Regions from separate parts of the Mus musculus genome. Here region 2 is linked to region 1. A link is a contact called in public Hi-C data. All regions are on one chromosome and are shown on one strand. Each heading gives the region's core, a stretch centred on a gene start, on an enhancer-like site or on the middle of the called end of the contact. The rest is flanking DNA. Distances are from core to core; before and after follow the strand shown. Region 1 has its middle 49 kb from the start of Gm35787. Region 2 overlaps Gm35787 (a long non-coding RNA gene).

Region 1 (2,700 bases), core at 147-2,646:
AGAAAGCATGTATGCCATCTCAGCTCACCCTCTCTTAGAAAGATGCCTGTTTTTTCAGACTTTGAATATGTGTTGGGGGTTTTGGCCTTTTCTAATGATAAGGCTGAGTGAGTGATGGAGGAAGTATGGTATTGGAGACTAGCCCTTCAAGTCATGGGTGTTCCTCTTTTCATAGGAAAGGAAGCTGTCCTGCTTGAGGATACTGGAGTAGCCTTGGAGTATTTTTCATGGTAAGGCCTCGAGGTATCCTGCTCATCGGGCAACACGGGGCACCCTATTGTAAGCCCGTGAGCTAGCCATTCTGGAAGCAAGCCTTCTGCCTCAGTTCCCTGATTGCACTTTGGGTGACTGTGAAAGATCCTACTGTATTTGCATTACATATTATGAGCCAGCAACACCTACCTCGGGCTCTTCTACACTCTCAGCTGGGCACAGTGACCAGCCACCGGCTCTGGAGGTTAAGTTAGGAGAGTTACACGGTTCCCAAGCATCCTGGGCTAAATGTGAAGTTTGAGACCAACCTTGGCTTCATAGCAAGAAAACAAAACAACCCCATCTACAGGCCTTGTGTGATGGTTTGTATATGCTTGGCTCAGAAAGCGACATTAGGAGGTGTGGCCTTGTAGAGGTAGGTGTGTAACTGTGGGTGTGGGCTTAAGACCCTCATCCCTGCTGCCTGGAAGTCAGTATTCTGCTAGCAGCCTTCAGATGAAGATGTAGAACACTCAGCTCCTCCTGCACCATGCCGGCCTGGACACTGCCATGCTCCCGCCTTGATAATAGACTGAACCTCTGAACCTGTAAGCCAGCCTCCATTAAATGTTGTCCTTATAAGAGTTGCATTGGTCATGGTGTCTGTTCACAGTAGTAAAACCCTAACTAAGACGTTTGTAAGATAAAAGTATTTGCCATTTTACACCCCTTTTCCTTGGAAGCATTTGTTGAAAAGCAACAGGAATCCAGTAGCACAAGGCGATGTTCCAGGTAGCTATGGTTGAAAAAAAAAATATAAATCAAACTGTGAAATCTTGGCATCACACAATAGACCATAGTTCTTGTGAGTCTGTAGGGGCTTAGCTGGGCTAGGCTGCCTTCCAATACATGGGATCTTTCTGTGGTGAGCTAGGAACCTACCTGTATCCTCTTCAGTTTCATCATCTTCTATTTGGTCACTACTCCCAAATGTGCCTTACCTGGGTGGCCAGAAGTAATTCCAATCATTTACTGACTTTCATAGCTTTGGATATGCCTAACCACTAATGTTTCATTGGCAGAGTCGAGGCCCTGGTGTTAATGTAAGGTAAGAGAACAGTAGGCACCGTTAATGCCATGCATGACCTGGGAGGTGGGGAGGGCAAGAACGCTGTTAGGAAGTCGGGAATGGTTTGCGAGCTCTTCTCGCCAGATAGCAGTGCAAAGTCTGACCTGCTGACACTGCTGATAAAAATGTGCATGGTCATCTTTTCAACCTCGGCTGCTGGAAGTCAGATTGCAAAACAACTTCTCTTCATGGATTAGATGAGGATGAAAACGGCGAGAGACAGGAAACCTTCGAAGACAGGCTAATCCCAATGAAACAGAAATTAAAATGGCCACAAGGACCCGGGGCTCATCGCTCTGAGAGGCTCAGCGCCTGAGGAGTGGGCCGGCACATGTAAATGGCATGAAAGGCAGGCACCCATTTTGCGTTGTGCTTGCTTGTTCGGGAACTTTTGTTTTTAATCATCAACGTTGGCATTTCATGTTTGAAAAATCTTCATTTGAAACACTAAACTCTGCTAGTGAGGTTGCTCAGTGGGTAAAGGCACCTGCCACCAAGCTTGGTGACATGAATTTGATTCCTGGGACCCACGTGAGAGAAAGAGAGAATGGACTCCTGAAGGTTGGATTCTTATTCTATGATGACATAAACTAAATGGTAAAAAACAAAAAACAAACAAACAAAAAAAACCAACAACTTCTCAGCAGCTATGAAAACACATAAAATCTATTCAGGTATGGACTAGACCAGGCTTAGGGGTTTGTGATATGGGTAGAGGCAAGTTTACAAGTCCAGAAATCCAGGAAGCTAATGTACTGAAGTTACCCCTCACCTCATTGAACGGGAGTTGAGCAAACTCTTGCAGGTCAGTGGCAGGTCAACATTGTACTAGGGGTTCATACCTGGGGGTGGGGGAGAAGATATGGTATAATGTCAAAAAATGACAGAATGAGAGAGAGAGACAGAGAGAGAGAGAGAGACAGAGAGAGAGAGAGACAGAGAGAAAGAAGAGGGAGAGGAGATGCAGGAGGTGAAAGACAGAGAGAGAGAGAGGGAAGAGATAGAGAGACGAGGCAGGGCTTGGGGGAAAGAAAGAGAGTTAGATGCCTTGGCTTTAGTCCCAAGCTTGATAGTTTTATCTCAACAATATTGTCTTCCTAATTTTTCTTATATGTAAATTGAAAAACGGGATTATGTCTGTTGTTAGTGTGTGTGTGCATGCATGTGTGTGTGTTTGTGTGCATGTGTGTGTGTGTGTGTGTAAGACAGGATATACCTGGACAGTGAATCTCACTGGCCTCCTTCACAGACATGAATACTTATCTTCCCTTTGCTTTCTCCCGGGAATTTGGGAGATTGCTTCTCTCAGACCTGGAACAGGCAATGTTCCTTCCACTGTTCTTAGGTTTAGGAGTTTATACTAGGCCCCTTTCCCCGTT
Region 2 (2,700 bases), core at 201-2,700, 42 kb after region 1:
ATGCCCTATATGTTTTCAAATAATAAATGCTGTGCACAGGATCATAATGATAGCATCTCCAAAAACAGTGGCATTGTGGGTGATAATGTCCAACTTTATGGAGCATTTTCTTTGTTTAGTTATTTATTCACTTTACATCCTGATTGCAGACCCCCTCTCCTCCCAGCCCCCCTCATGCTGCCCCTACTCCCAGCCCCTCCCCTTCACCTCCGAGAAGGGGGAAGTATCCCCTGGGTACCAACCCACTTGAGCATTTTCTATACACATTTTCTGGAATTTCTGCCTGAGTGCTTCACTTTCCACATTCAATGCTGTATTTGTGGGGAAGCGGGAGAGACAATCTCCTCTAGCTGTACCTACTTAGAGTTCTCCTGAGGTTTGTTTCCATATTTTTAATCATGTTTAGATTGCTATTTCCTCATTTGTCTGTTTTACCTCTTATGTTGAGACAGGTGGTTCCTCTTAAAGATGCTTTCAGGGTTCGATTTGGTTCCTACAAAACAGCAACGCGCAACAAGTGAATATGGTTAAGAGGGTTGTATCTGTCAGTACAAAGTGTACAGTAGACTGTGATAGTGCTAGAGAGATGCATACAAAATACCCCTGAAGCAACCAGAGAGAGAAACAGTAGGAACTATCAACCACGTGGGTAAAAAAACTAAACTGTAATCACCTCTTCCTTATTCTCACAAGGAAATGAACACTTGGGTGTAGCCATCCTTCAAATGATGAGTAGATTACACAGGGTCTGAGGTTAATGGGCTGTAGGATTGATGTGTGCCGTGTTACCTGGAGGGCACACATCAAAGATTTATAAAGTAATAAACCATTTCTCCCTCTCCCTCTCCCTCTCCCTCTCCCTCTCCCTCTCCCTCTCCCTCTCCCTCTCCCCCTCCCCCTCCCCCTCCCCCTCCCTCTCCCCATCCCTCTCCCTCTCCCCATCCCTCTCCCTCTCCCCCTCCCCCTCCCCTCCCCCCTTCTCTCTCTGTGTGTCTTTGAACAAGCTTTCATATAGTCCAGGTTGGCCTTGAACTCTATACTTGAAATTGGCTGTGAACTTCTGTTCTTCCTGACCCTACCTCCCAATTGCTAAGATTACAGGTGTGAGTCACCATGCCCAACTCCTGACCTATTACTTTTGATTCTGTATTTATATTCAATTCAATTACTGAATTCATTTCTTTAAAAAATCATTCTAAGGATGGAAGAAAGGTAGGGGAGGGGAGAGGGGAAACTGTATTCATATTATGTTATATGAGAAAAGAATCTATGTTTAATTAAAGGAGGGAAATCAATTTTAACTAAATCTTAGTTATTGTGTAATCTGTGGATTCTATGTAACCATTTTGTCTTTTCTTTCTAATGAAGAGCTCATTTATAAACAATCTGAAAGAAATCAGCCAGGAGGTGGCGGCACACACCTTTCATCTTGGCATTCAGGAGGTGGAGGCAGGTGGCCTTTGAGATCAAGGACAGCTTGGTCTACAGAGTGAGTTTCAGGACAGCCAAGGCTATACAGAGAAACCCTGTCTCAACAAAATAAACAAAAAATAAATAAATAATAAAGAAAGAAATTAAGATGTACAATAGAAATCAATGATTTTAAGAATTTAACTGTATAGTTAAACTGTCTGTGTTACACAATAGGAAGTTGTTTTTTTGTTTTTTTTTATGTTTTTTTTTTTTTTAAATTTCTCCTCTGAGAAAGCAGAACTCCTGAGACAGAGGAGCAAAATCCTTTACGTATTTCTCATCAAGTTGCTGACATCTGAGTCACAATTTCAATTTTAGCCACTTAGACAGGCTTACTGGTTTGTACAGGGCATATTTTAAACAATAGCGCTGAGAGTTTGAAATAGGCTATGTCAACACTGGGCTGAATTGTCTCAGAGCTTTATTTTCTCTAGCTGATTGTTTTGTTGAAGCAAGGCAGAAGTGCAAAGAGAAGCTGGGCCCAGCATCAATATTGAAACCAGTTCAATCAGAAGCTTGGCAGTGCTCCTGTAATCACGCCAGCCTGGGCTCCACGTCTGCATGCGAGGGAGGCATGGACAGAACGCCTCTGGCCAAAGAGAAAGGTCGCCCAGAGCATGGTGCAAGAGCCTGTGTCCTGTAAGCCCTCTGGGTTGAGAGAGCCATTTGCAGGGTTCATCATGCTCCTGAGAAAGCTAATGGTGTCAGAATCTATTTATTTCTGAGATCCCATCCCCTGAGAGACTAACTAGCAGGCCAGCACTCTGAAAATGTACAAGTAATTGCATGAATAATTATTCAGCCCAACAGGAGAAACATGTATTCAACACAGTTTCATTATGTCTGCTTCAGTTAGGTGAGCCCAGCTGCAGGAGATGATGGACGCAGCGTTCTCAGAGCTATCTCATGTTTGGTGGTGATATACTCTCTTCAGTGTGTGCCAGTGACATGCTGTCCATACCTCTCTGGAAAACCTTAGACTCATTCCTCTTCTCTTCCTCCCTCCCTCCCCCCTCCCCCTCCCTCCCTCCTTCCTCCCTCCCCCCTGCCCCTCCCTCCCCCTCCCCCTCCCTCCCTCCCTCCCTCCCCCTTCCCTCCCCCCTCCCTCCCCCCTCCCACTCCCTCCCCACTCCCACTCCCTCCCTCCTTCCTTCCTCCCCCCTACCCCTCCCTCCCTCCCTCCCCCCTTCCTACTTTCCCCTCCCTTTTTGTGTATGCTCACACCTG

The links. A called contact is a pair of places that touch in the nucleus more often than the background predicts.
Region 2: a Hi-C map of liver shows a contact between it and region 1, with 2.1 times the contacts expected there. The contact joins two enhancer-like sites. A contact is called at or near these places in 1 of 39 promoter capture datasets (liver), 3 of 15 datasets of contacts at CTCF or cohesin (CD8 T cells, large pre-B cells and pro-B cells), 8 of 484 Hi-C or Micro-C datasets (liver, multipotent progenitors, nephron progenitors and 2 more) and 2 of 115 datasets of contacts at active chromatin or transcription factors (embryonic stem cells and large pre-B cells).

Annotation. Positions count from the first base shown.
Region 1 is chr3:129,470,912-129,473,611 of GRCm38.p6, reverse strand. No RefSeq gene overlaps it. Among named protein-coding and RNA genes, the nearest start is that of Gm35787, 49 kb to the right of the region's middle. Within about 2 kb of position 1,396, at least 10 of the 459 cell types and tissues checked have an H3K27ac peak or open chromatin away from gene starts, as enhancers often do. A contact at or near this core is called in liver, where this site is marked.
Region 2 is chr3:129,428,636-129,431,335 of GRCm38.p6, reverse strand. Gm35787 (a long non-coding RNA gene) reads right to left here. Exons shown (of 5, transcript XR_376058.2): 3 at 674-789; 4 at 436-493. Among named protein-coding and RNA genes, the nearest start is that of Gm35787, 6.9 kb to the right of the region's middle. Within about 2 kb of position 1,450, at least 33 of the 459 cell types and tissues checked have an H3K27ac peak or open chromatin away from gene starts, as enhancers often do. A contact at or near this core is called in liver, where this site is marked.